Regions from separate parts of the Anser cygnoides genome. Here all the other regions are linked to region 1. Evidence: chromatin contacts called from public Hi-C data. All regions are on one chromosome and are shown on one strand. Each heading gives the region's core, a stretch centred on a gene start, on an enhancer-like site or on the middle of the called end of the contact. The rest is flanking DNA. Distances are from core to core; before and after follow the strand shown.

The links. A called contact is a pair of places that touch in the nucleus more often than the background predicts.
Region 2: a contact with region 1 is called in a Hi-C map of liver, with 4 times the contacts expected there. The contact joins the promoter of NUDT5 here to the promoter of PHYH in region 1. A contact is called at or near these places in 2 of 7 Hi-C or Micro-C datasets (both in liver).
Region 3: a contact with region 1 is called in a Hi-C map of liver, with 8 times the contacts expected there. The contact joins the promoter of UPF2 here to the promoter of PHYH in region 1. A contact is called at or near these places in 2 of 7 Hi-C or Micro-C datasets (both in liver).

The regions. Positions count from the first base shown.
Region 1 is chr1:7,217,396-7,221,314 of Taihu_goose_T2T_genome, reverse strand. It overlaps PHYH (phytanoyl-CoA 2-hydroxylase), which reads left to right and starts at 2,213. Exons shown (of 9, transcript XM_013197102.3): 1 at 2,213-2,414. The coding sequence starts at 2,322.
Region 2 is chr1:6,795,694-6,799,575 of Taihu_goose_T2T_genome, reverse strand. It overlaps NUDT5 (nudix hydrolase 5), which reads left to right and starts at 2,068. Exons shown (of 10, transcript XM_013197085.3): 1 at 2,068-2,178; 2 at 2,438-2,527. The coding sequence starts at 2,137.
Region 3 is chr1:6,742,976-6,746,855 of Taihu_goose_T2T_genome, reverse strand. It overlaps UPF2 (UPF2 regulator of nonsense mediated mRNA decay), which reads left to right and starts at 1,376. Exons shown (of 23, transcript XM_048062607.2): 1 at 1,376-1,661.

The DNA of each region.
Region 1 (3,919 bases), core at 964-3,463:
GACACGAAAGCCACCTTTGCAGAAGATGCTGTTAAACGTATACAGGGGAAGAAATAGCTACATCACGAGGGGTCTGTGTCAGAACTGGCACGTGTAGTATTGTTCGTCTTTTGTCTTTTTGATGTCTCGTACCTGAATTTTGTCACAGGTGAAGATTTATTGGGGTTCCTGTCTCTTTGGATTGTGAAGGTAATTACAGCATATATCTGAATTATAAATAGAGCTTTCGGTGCAGTTGTAATTACAACTTCTGTAATAAAACTGCTACTCTTGTTGCTTTTTTTCCTTTCCCTTGAATTTGCTTTTAGAGAGACTCTTATTAACTTTTTGTTTACCTATGACTAAGGGTTTTCCTATAGATCAGGAGTCAAAGGTCTGCTGTTACTGGCAATAAAGGGCTGTGTGCTGTCACTGCTGCCGCTTGTTTTCCCCTCGTCATGCCTGCGTGCTTCCCTCTGACTACACAGAACAGTTTTGTCATATGAGAAGTGTTTTTCTGGGTTCCTGATCCTGTTTTTTCCCGCTTGTGTGAACACCCTCCCTTCTGTCACAGTCCCTGAAGGGAGTGACCAACCTCACTGAGCATGCATGGGACTGCTGGCCACATGAGCAAGAAACAGGATCGCGCTCCAGTCCGGGCAGCTGCCACAAATGACTACGTACCCTGCTGTGCTACATCTTTACTTAAGTCCTTGATAGTTTTGCCACTGAGTTTTGAAGGCGTTCAGGTTTGGTTTTAGGATGCAGGTGAAGTTCAGAAGCACTTCCTATCCATGCCTTCGTTTCTGTTTGTCTGTAGAGCTAACATACTGAGGCTCAGGATGTTGACAGCCGAGGTCTTGTTTCATCAAGACGCCACCTTGGATTCGAGCCCAACCTGTTGCACAATGGACTTGAGCTTCCTAAAGTAGCTGTGGTGCACACCCCATCATCGTGAGATGGCTCGGAGCAACAGGGGACGTGCTCTGCTGGAGAACTGTACAGCAGCGGTGACGGTGCATCTTCAGGAGCAGGGCCTGGCTGCGTCGCTCATGCAGAAGAGGGTTATGAAGGAATTGAGCAGGCGCTGGCATACAGTGGGTTGGCACAATAACGTCAATTCTTAGCGTAACTTCCCTCCAGTCCTGATGCTGCTACTTGGTGTATATTGCTGCAAAGTGTTTGTTAACGGTTTTTCCCTGCAGTTTGCTCTGTCCCGGTCAGACAAACGCCCCTAGCCGAGGGAATGGAGAAGGAAGCACGATGGCTAATTCCGTCATCAGAAACCTCACCTTTCAGCTGTGCCTGCCTCACAGCATAGCACTTTAAGGGAAAGCGAGGATGAACTGATTGCCACACCGATGGCACAAGCTAGTCTAAACGGTGACACAGGGGACCTGAAGCCCACTTTGGAGGAGTGGTAAGGCTCTAAAAGGAGCACTGGCAACAGCAGCTGTGCAAAAATAACAAAAATCACCTTTTGAGCCATGCTGGAGGTGTTTTAAGTCCCTTAATATTCCCAGGCTTCTCAGGTGACATGCTCACGGTGTTAGTTAAGGCAGAGGAGAGGATGCTAGGAGCAACCTACACCCATGCAGCACTTCTGAGCACGTGGACGTTTTAATGCTAAGGGCTCTTATCCTCCTACACCAGGATTTCCCTTCCAGGCTTTCTTCCTCACCCCGAACTCCCCAGGTGCAGCACTGTGACCTGCTTTGCTCCTTGGCCTCTTTGCTGACTTAAAAGCACCGGAGCTGCCGCAGGAGCTGGGCAGAAAGGGCACCCAGCACAGCATCCTGCATCCAGTGCAGATGTGATGGAGGCTGCAAGCATTCCAGGTCTGTATCAACGCAAGTAAGGCACTTAGGAAACGCACCCTGACACGGTGTTGAGGTGACTGCGGGGCCATAAAGATCTTTGCAAACTGATTCATGGAGAAACGAGGCAAGCTCTGAAAGTCTCCTGAGAGATGGGAGCTAAAAAAAAAAAAAAAGAGAATATTCCTGCCAGCCTCATCCGTGGTCTGTGACCGAGCGTGCCAAGCGCCGCTCTCTGCACAGGGCTGATTAAATCCTCGCAGCTCAGTAACTGCTGGCACAGAAAGGGAAAAACACGGGAAGGGGGGAGCGAGCAAAAAGCATGCTCGGAGCTTCCCCACGTACTTCCCAGCCTCCAGCGGGCCCTCCCACTCGCAAACCCTGCCAGGCCTTGGCTCCCTTTCTGCAGCCTCTCTGAGCATGCACGGCTGCTGGCGCATGTGCAGCCCAGGCAGCGGCTGCGGAGGGTGACGGGGCCCAGCTCCTCCCCGGGTGTTTGTAGGGTCAGGCTGCGGGACGAGCGCGATGGAGCAGCTGGGGAAGAGGTCGGGGCCGGCGGCTCGGCTGGACACCATCCTCCGGCACCTCTCGCCCCGGCTGGGGACAGCCCCTGCTCTTGTATCCTTTATGTCCGTGGGGAGGGAGGCGGTGAGACGTTGGCCCTCTTGGGGTGGGGGCCTTTTGGATGCCCCCACCCCGCTGCGTGCGCTTTCGCACACCTAGGAGGGCTTCGGTGGTGCTCTATGAGGATGCGCAGGCACCCCGGCTGCGGGGTGGGAGCGTGTGGCAGGCAGGTAGGCAGCAGGGCAGCGCGTGTCCTGGCCGTTTGGTTTTGGGGAGTCCCGCCCCAAAAACCTCTCGCCGCCTGGAGTTTCTTCCCCGTGCCCTACAACCCGGGCACGGGGCTGTGCATCTGGTGGGCCGGCCACCTTTTGGCATCGCTCCACAGCACGTGATGTTCCGGTCAGCTTTGCCTGCTCGTTTCTCGGGGTCTGCTCATAAAACACGCTGAAAACACAACACGCGTGTGCATCCTGCACCTGCCTGTGCGTCGGGAGCAGTGAGCAGGGGGATTTACCCTAAAGATTGATGTTCTGGGGGGAAATAAACCCTGCAGGGCTCAGCAATCACACAGCAAGTCTCAGACCTTGTCGGCAGCTGCAGACCTGACCATTAGACCAGCACCAGGAAAAGCTGCGAGGTTTTGTCTGTGCTGCACTGGTGAGTGGGAAAGGATGTAGGGATTTTGGAGGCTGCCTGCCTTACCATAGACCAAAGAAACAAGACTGGGGCAGACAGTTTTCACCCTGGTCTGTTCCACGTTTCCAAAAGTTAAATGAAGACTGCCTGCTGGTACTATTTTTAAAGCTGCTGCCTTAAATTTTGCTGTTTTTAAAAAATAAAAAATAAATTAAATGCTGCTGATTCTCAGTGAGAGCTGAACGCTGGCAAGTTTTCTGAATTATAATAAATTAGTGAAGAGGATGTGATCAAGCAGCACATAAAAGTCTCCAAATGTATAAAAACTCTAAAGATGTACGGATAGCAGTTAACTCAGGCTGGTAAGAGACACAGGTGCAAGCAGGGGCACAAAATCAGACATAAATGCAAGGAAAAGCACCCTGGTTGTAAGGGGAGTACGTTCCTGATGGGATCCTAAAGTGTTTCCCCATTAGTGTTAGGTTTACTTGTGTTTTTTCAGGCAAACCCAGGGGACCCCCCAGGTCTGTATCCAGTTTCAGGCACTGCTGTTATTAAATCTAGACATAAAGGCTGTGACATGAAGAGCTTTGGACAAAACTATGATTAAACTGGGCTGGAACAAGGAGGGTGTGGGGGTAAGGTAAATAACAGAAACTGGTAAGAACGGGTTTATTTGACATATGTTCCCTCGGTGCACCAGTTTTGTTTTAATCCCTGGCTCTGAGGAATCTGCCATGACAGTCACCTTTCCACCCCAACAATGTCTCCTTTTACAGAGGAAGAAATACCTTGGCGGTGATACTGGTCACACCAGAGTCACAAAATAGGAAGCGGCCCCAAACCACGGGAGCTCTGAGCTGCTCTGCTGGGGTGCAGATGTGTGCAGCCACTTCTCCCTGCTTAGTAAATCCTCCGGCAGG
Region 2 (3,882 bases), core at 819-3,318, 420 kb after region 1:
GGCTAATGTGAGATACCAGACCTGCAGCCTTCAATTAGCCAAGTGGTATTTCAGCTTTGTAACTGCAGAAATTTTCAATTCTACACAGTCAGTTGGATTTGGAAAACATTACTTTTTTGGTAGAACTTTTTAAAATGTCACTCATATATAGAGTTATTGCACCCACTAGTGGAGAAGATCTTCAGTACAGAACCTGAGATGGATGAGTCTCATTTTCACTCATTGCACATTTTCGTGCTATTTCAAACTGAAGCCATCTTCAGTAATTTCTTGTAATTTTAGTCACAAATCATCCTTGAATCTGTCACTGCAGGAGAGAGCAAATTCTGTTGAAAAGAGCTTCTGGCATGAGATGAGCTCCTAGGGTGTATTTGTAATTGATGTAGGTAAGTATTAATACTGTTATAGAAAGCATTAATAAAGTTGCATATGAGATTTTGGGAACAACTGTGGTAATCTGTTTGAGAGAGATACGCAGATGCAGTTAATGTAGAAGGGTTACGATGATCAATGGAAGGGGATTTCTTTTGAGGGGGGATTAAAAGAGGAATAGTTATTCAGCCAGTCCTAAAAAAAGTTTAAGATCAACACCATTTGCTATCTCCTGTCTTTGATAGGTACATATTGTCAATCAGAAAGCTTATAATTCTTTCCAAACATTGGAGGTGCATTTCTTGTAGCTAGCTATGTGAATTTTCTATATTTTTGAAGCTGGATACTTAGGGCGTCGCACAGAGCCTAGTTTGACTGTCTCCTATGGATGACCAGGAGCCTTTTCAAACCAGTATGCTGGGCTGTGGTTCTTTTGCATGAGTTTCATGGAAAGCTTAATACTGTATGTTAGACTCACAGCGAGATACTGTGACTGTTTGCCAGTCACGTCTCTTAAATCCTAAGTGAGGAGGGTTTGAGTTAGCTTAAGAACAAACGGGCAACACTAATTGAACTAATATGGGATAAACGTAAGATAAGCAAGTAAGGTCCTAGAACAGTTTTTCATAGTAGTGGTAAGGTAGGCAATAACACTACATAATTTTAAGATGAAGCATCATTTCTTTTAGAAAGGATAATATAATGTAATTTTAGGATTAAAAAAGGGTAATATATTTTTGAAATGACAGAATTGGATTTAGTAAGTGAGGGTTCCTGTGCAAGTTTTATGTTACCTAAAGACAATTTGAAACTTTGACAACCGCTATGATGTACTGCATCCAACAAGACTGTCTTAAGATTTAAGAAAGAGCCTGCCCTTTGTACTTACTGAGGAAATGGATTTATGTACATTAGTTGTAATCCTTCTGATAACCAGACATAGCTTGTACTGTCTAGTCCTCTGAACTACTCTGTGAAGTTAAATACAAATCTTATATGTAAGAAAGCTGGTATAGCTCCATGCTCATGTATGTTTCGCAAGTGTGCTGTAGATTTTATCACAGAAGGATAAAGTAAGAATGAAAGTGCTAAAATTGGGCGTGACAGAGGTGAGCACTCACAGCATATAGTGTTCATTGCTAGAGAATCCTTATTAAACTATAGTTGGAGTCAAGGGAAAGGTTCCTGTTGACTTCATGGAAAGATTACAACCTTAAATGAACTCTTGAGAATAACAGAGATCTCTGAGATCTTGTCTCTCCTGGCATCTAAACTGAGTTGCTTCTTTGCACTGTCTTTTTATTTAAAATTAATTTTCAGGGCTTCAGTACAGGAACATAATATCAAAGATGAGCTTCCTTGGAATAATAGTTTCTGTGCCGAAAGTGCTGCATATCTCAGCAGTGAGACAGCCTTGCTTTGGGCATATCCAGGTGCCTTTTGCACGGTGTTGGCCACACCATTCCTAGTAAGGGAGAGTGACGTGCTTTGATCACGCTAACTCCACGTGCCACCTAGACTTGCAACACACAGGTGACTTTTTGACCTTGGAGTTTTTTTTGGGGGGGAAGAATTGAGCCATTTATGTACGTATATGTGATGTATGTAGGTTCTGGTTCTGATTCTTTCTCAATAATGTGCAACTTCTACTCCGGAAGTCCTTCTGGTGTAAGTTTTTTTTCCACTTTGACAGTGGAGTGCTTAGACTTGTTGTGGCAATGCTGCATTGACACTTCACTGAGCAGAATGAAACAATTCTACTAAATGGATCAACTTTGCTTCTGCGTGTGCCTGACCTTTGAACGGGTAAGGAGGGTATCTTCAGCCAGCACAGCTGTTCTGCAGTTGATAGGACTGTTACCAACTACGTAAGTCTGGGATTTGACCCAGACTTCCTTCGAAACCATCAGGTGGAGCTGAAAATGTGAATTGCACTTGCCATCACATGCTGTTAACTTTCTCTGGCAAGTTGGATTTGTTAATTTAGAATGCAGAAATGAACCTTTTAACTTTACTCTGAAAGCAAATATTGACTTTGTTTCATAGTAGTCTGGACTTTGCACAGGAGGGGAAAAGCCTGACATTCCTGAAAATGGCAACTGAGACATCCGCAGAAGTTCCGAAAACTGCTAGGCAATTCGTCCTTAAAGAAGAGGTATAACATGTTTGGTTTTGACACGTTTTATTGCTAAATAACAACTAGCTGAGACAGATCAGAATGTTTGTGAGTGCAGAGTAAGAAATGGTATAGATGCTGTAGGTTTGTAAAATCTATTCAGGCAGAGCACTTCTTCCTGATGGTCAAAGAGTTTAAAGAAGGTGACGTGGATGAGGAATATGTAATTCTTTTTGCGAAACAATCATACAAATTATCAAGGAGAGGGAGAGAAATCTACAGTGTTCAGTTTTTTTAAGCTTCAGCTTTTTTTTTCCTAATTTTATAGCTGTTTGTTGTATTGTCTGTTCAGGCTGTTTTCAATATTAAGAAATAATGTTGATTCCTCTCAGATACTGTAGAAATGGGTAGATTGTGAAAATGCTGTCTGTTCCTCTAAGATGAACCTCTAAGAGTTGCCTTAACATTTAGGATTTTATCTTCTCTGATATTTTCTGGAAGGATTTGAATTTAGATGATTGCTGTTCTAAAGACGTTAGTAAGGAGGTAGTAATATTTGTCAAAAACACTGTAGTTGCACCTTACCTTTACAGAATCAGAAAATATCAGGTCTTCAGAATGGAATTCTGAGGTACTTCTGGCTGCTTTTTAGGAGCATTTTCACCATAATTGAAACTATGAGTTTTTTTAGACCTTAGAACCTGTTTTGTTTTTGTTTTTCAGGTAATACTTGAATTTTATGCTCCTTTTTCTTCATAATACCTCTTAGGTTTTCTCCTTTGTAATATTGCACTCTTCAGTGTCATTAGAAGTTCATAATTAGATCTTAACATCTTCTAAGCCATTTAGCTTTTCGGTCATTTTCTGGGCATAGTTGAGGAGAATGTTTACCATGTGTCTGCCAGTCACCCTTATAGTGAAAGTGTTTTGGTCTTCAGCACCTGTGTGGCTTGATGTTGGAGAATCTTCTTTCGTGAACGTAGCTGCTGATCTTATTTTCTTCTACCTGCTTCTGGGAACCCACAGTCAGGCTGTTGTGAGCGAAAACACGTGGTATTTGCCCGTCAAAGTAATAGATCAAGCCATAAAAAATTGCTCATTCTAAAACTGAGTATGGTTAGTAGAACACGCCCTGAAAAGTGCCGTTGGGCCCTAAGTAAGGAGCTCTGCAAGGCAAGAGTTATGCTTCTAGGCCAGCTTCCAAAAGGTTTTAGTTGTGCACCTGACAAGGTGGGTGACAATAACGTTTTATTTTACTTTTAGGGAAACCTGGCAGCTTTCAGTTTCCTCACCCTGTAAGCAGTTAGCAGCAAGGCTTTCACCTCACTGTACCTCATTGTACATATTTATGCTGCGTGGCCTAGAGTACTTTTTAATTACTGCTCCGTGACAGT
Region 3 (3,880 bases), core at 127-2,626, 470 kb after region 1:
AGCAACCCAGTAACCATCTTGGGAGGCAAATGATGTCTTCGTGCCACAAAGACACTTGAACAATCGATGTAAATAAGAAGCATGACTTCACCCCTTCAAATATTCATAAACTTTTCCAGACGGAGATTTTCGGATGTGTCTGCAAAATGAGGCATGAACAGCAGGAGGAGGGCTCTTTCCTGGAAAAAAACCTGTCCAGCCCCGTACCAGCTGGCAGAGTACACAAAAACCAAGTCGGTAAGCAGTCTCATATTCGGGCTGCCTCTTCCCTGTGATTAAAAGTGGGATTAACAGAGGAAAAATCCTGTTTTGGACTGCCTCTTTGCCTCTTCCCTGTGACTAAAGTGGGTTTAACAGCAGAATAATCTCATTTTGCCCCTCGAGGCTTGGCCGTGATGTTGCAGTCAGGTGTGTGTGTGCTCACCCTAAGCCTGGAGGGGCACAAATACCTCACTGTACCTAAGTGACAGCTCACAGGAGCCCGAGTGCTTGGGCCCCTCACTACCAGAAGGACATCGAGGCCCTGGAACGTGCCCAGAGAAGGGCTACGAAGCTGGTGAAGGGCCTGGAGCACAAGTCCTGTGAGGAGCAGCTGAGGGAACTGGGGTTGTTTGGTCTGGAGAAGAGGACGCTCAGGGCAGACCTTATTGCTCTCTGCAGCTACCTGAAAGGAAGCTGTGGGGAGCTGGGGTTCGGCCTCTTCTCACAGGTAACTAGTGATAGGACCAGAGGGAATGGCCTCAAGTTGTGCCAGGGGAGGTTCAGGTTGGAAATGAGGAGACATTTCTTCTCAGAAAGAGCAGTCAGGCACTGGGACGGGTTGCCCAGGGAGGTGGTGGGGTCACCGTCCCTGGGGGTGTTCAAGGAAAGGTTGGACGTGGTGCTTAGGGACAGGGTTTAGTGGGTGACATTGGTGGTAGGGGGTGGTTGGACCAGGTGACCTTGGAGGGCTTTTCCAACCCTAATGATTCTGTGATTCTATGAAAATAAACACCTGAGTGCTTAAGGAACTGGATCTTAACCCCAAAATACCCACTTATTGAGGCCGGACCGTGCCAGACCTTTCACGTGGGGCTAATTTCGGGCCGCCTCACGGCCAGCGCCGTGTGGGACGCGTGCTCTGAGGTAATTTGGGGTTTTCTGCCCCCAAAATTTGCGTCTGGCAGAGGGCAGGCGGACTCATGGCCTCGGGGAACGGCGGAGTTTAACGTCGGCCCGAGCAGCGTGACGCGACGCGAGGCTACAGGGGCGAAAAACGTCACGGCGGTGACGTCACGCGGCACCACACGGCGTCCCCCGCCCCCCCCCCTTCCCTCAGCCACTTCCGCCTCCGCACCCCGCCGGTAACCCGAGCACGGCCGCCCTCCTTCAGGACCCCCACCCGGGGCTGCCCCGCGCGCTGCCTGCCTCCCTGCCTCCACCAACCTCCCTCCGCCGGGCCTTACGGGGCGGCCACAACGGCGAGCACCGAGCCGCCTCCTCACCCTTAATTTCTCGGTTGGGCGGCGGGAGGCGAGCGGCGGGGCTCGGCCCGGGGAGCGACGCTTCGGCTCAGGCAGCGCGGAGGGCGGCCGCGGGCACGGAGAGCGGCGTGAGGGGAGAGGGGGCCTCGAGCGGCGGCGGCGGCGGCGGCCGGGCGATGCCTGCACCGGGCCGAGGTGGCGGGGGCGGGGGCGTGAGGGGAGCACCGGGACGTGAGGGGAGGGAGGGTGATGGGGGCGGGAGGGGGAGGCCGGGGACGGCGGGGGGGAACCGGAGATGGGGGGGGGGAACCGGGGACGGCGGCTGAGGGAGGCGCTGAGGGAGCCTGGGGGGGGCTGAGGGGGGCGGCGGGGCCGTGAGGTGGCACCGGGGGGGCTGAAAGGGGAAGGGGAGGAAGGGGGGGAAGCGAAGGGGTTTGGGGACGGCTGCCCTCGGGGGACGGGGAGAAGGAGGAGCCGGGGGTGTAACACCGCAGCGGTTCTGTTGTCCCACGCGCACCGATTTGCCTTCACTCCCCTTCCCCCCCCCCCCCCCAGGGCAGGGCAGCTCCGCCAACACAACGCTCCTGGGGGAGGCGTGGAAGCGAAAGTAAAAGCGGCCGGCTGGTCAACCCGCCGGCCCCTGCCCTGATTTGCACCGCAGCTCCTCAAAACTTCCATTCCCTAGCGATGGGGTTGCTAACCCTGCTCAGCTCCTTCGTTCTCTGATGCTTTTCGCGGTGTCAGAAGCGGGACTTGTTGCCTGCGTTGTGTAGCCCCCCTACCTAACAGCGTACCTAACGGAGGAATGTCTGTGATCAATTTAAATCCCGCTAGCAGCATGAAAAGCGTGTGAAAAAGCTCAGTGTTCCTCGTTAGTTTAGTAAAGTTGTGTCTTCATCCCGCTATACTTGAGAAAGATTTAAGTTTGTGGTGCTGCGGTCTTTGGCTACGGCTTTTCACCGATTTGAGAGGATCTAGAGCATCAGGCTAAGGTGTTGATGTTGCTCCTTTTATTCTGAATAGCGGCTACGTTAATAGTGCTGAATATCTCTTGTGAATCTTGTGTTTCCTTGAGGATAAGCAATTAGGTGGGCAATGTTTATGGGAAAGCATAAATGGAAAACTTTTGTTATTGTTGAACTTTTATTTATTTAAACTTCTGAGCCTGGAGTATTGTGAGCTGCTTCTGTCACTTTATCAAATACCAAGATTGGCGTGAAAAAAGCTTAAGTAGAAATTCAGCTAAAATAAAAAATACCCGCAACTCTTAAATAAGATTAGAGTGAGTTAATGTAGATCAAATAGTGAAAAAGGAGGCTTAGTAGTTTCTTCTGGGAAGATAGCATCTGTAAGTGATGGAACCAAGAAGCTAGTTCCAAAGAATTTAAATGTCATTACAGGAATGCACTGCTGAAAGCCCAAAAGCATATGGAACCCTTGTCTCCTGTCTGTCCTTTCCGTACTTTCTAATTTTCAGCTGTGAGTGCCGGTTCCTCCTATTTACTGGCTTTTGAAGCTTGTGTCATTATCTTGTCTTTCCAACAGTACGTTCACATAAGTATTAGGTACTAAATAAAAGTTTTAATCGATAAGTTTCTCTCGGAGTTGCCTTACTGTGCCTTTAATCTGGACCAAACTATGCGTGGCCTGACTTCCTGTGGCAATGAGACCTAGGCGAGCCTGCTGCCGTTTCCATTTCTCTCTGCTTCCACTAGTTTTTGAACCTTTTTTCAGCCAAACTGGGAGCTCTGGAGGTATAACCTCTCTACAGATCTTGTTAGAACCAGCGACTGAGAAAAATAATTCAGTCTAAATGAACATTCTTGCTGAGGGAAGGGCTATAGCATGCGCTCTGTGGACGCTTCTGCGCTGTGCGCTGACCAGTGAATCGGTCTGCGTATAGCTTGGAGGCAGCCGTCGCACTGCCTGCCTCCTGCAGTTAATTATCGGTAGGCTTAAATGAGGTGTCAGTACGACCAGAAGGGTTTGCAAGATAAGGAGCTGTACCTAGCAGGTAGTGAGAAGGATTGCAACGTGTGTATTGTGCGTTAGAGGACAGGAATCTATCATAAACCAACTGTTTTTTTTGTCATTGGTGTTCACCTGTGGGGGTGAAAGTGCTTCCTATCGCCTAGTGAAATCACAGCGCTCCGTCCCTTTTCTTTTCAGCCCAGCTTTTTATCTTGCTTTTATATGAGCAAACAGGACACGTGTTTTAAAACAGAATTTTGACTTCCTAAAAGTAATAGGATAAGTTCTGTAATGATTTTGGTGAGTGGACGTGATGTTGAAAACTTTTATGTGTGTCTAGCTGGATATTTGGGATCGTCTCCAAATTTTAATTTAATTACCCTACTACCAACAGATGGGAGACAAAGATAATGGAGCATTGAAGTTACAATGTGCCTTTCCAACAT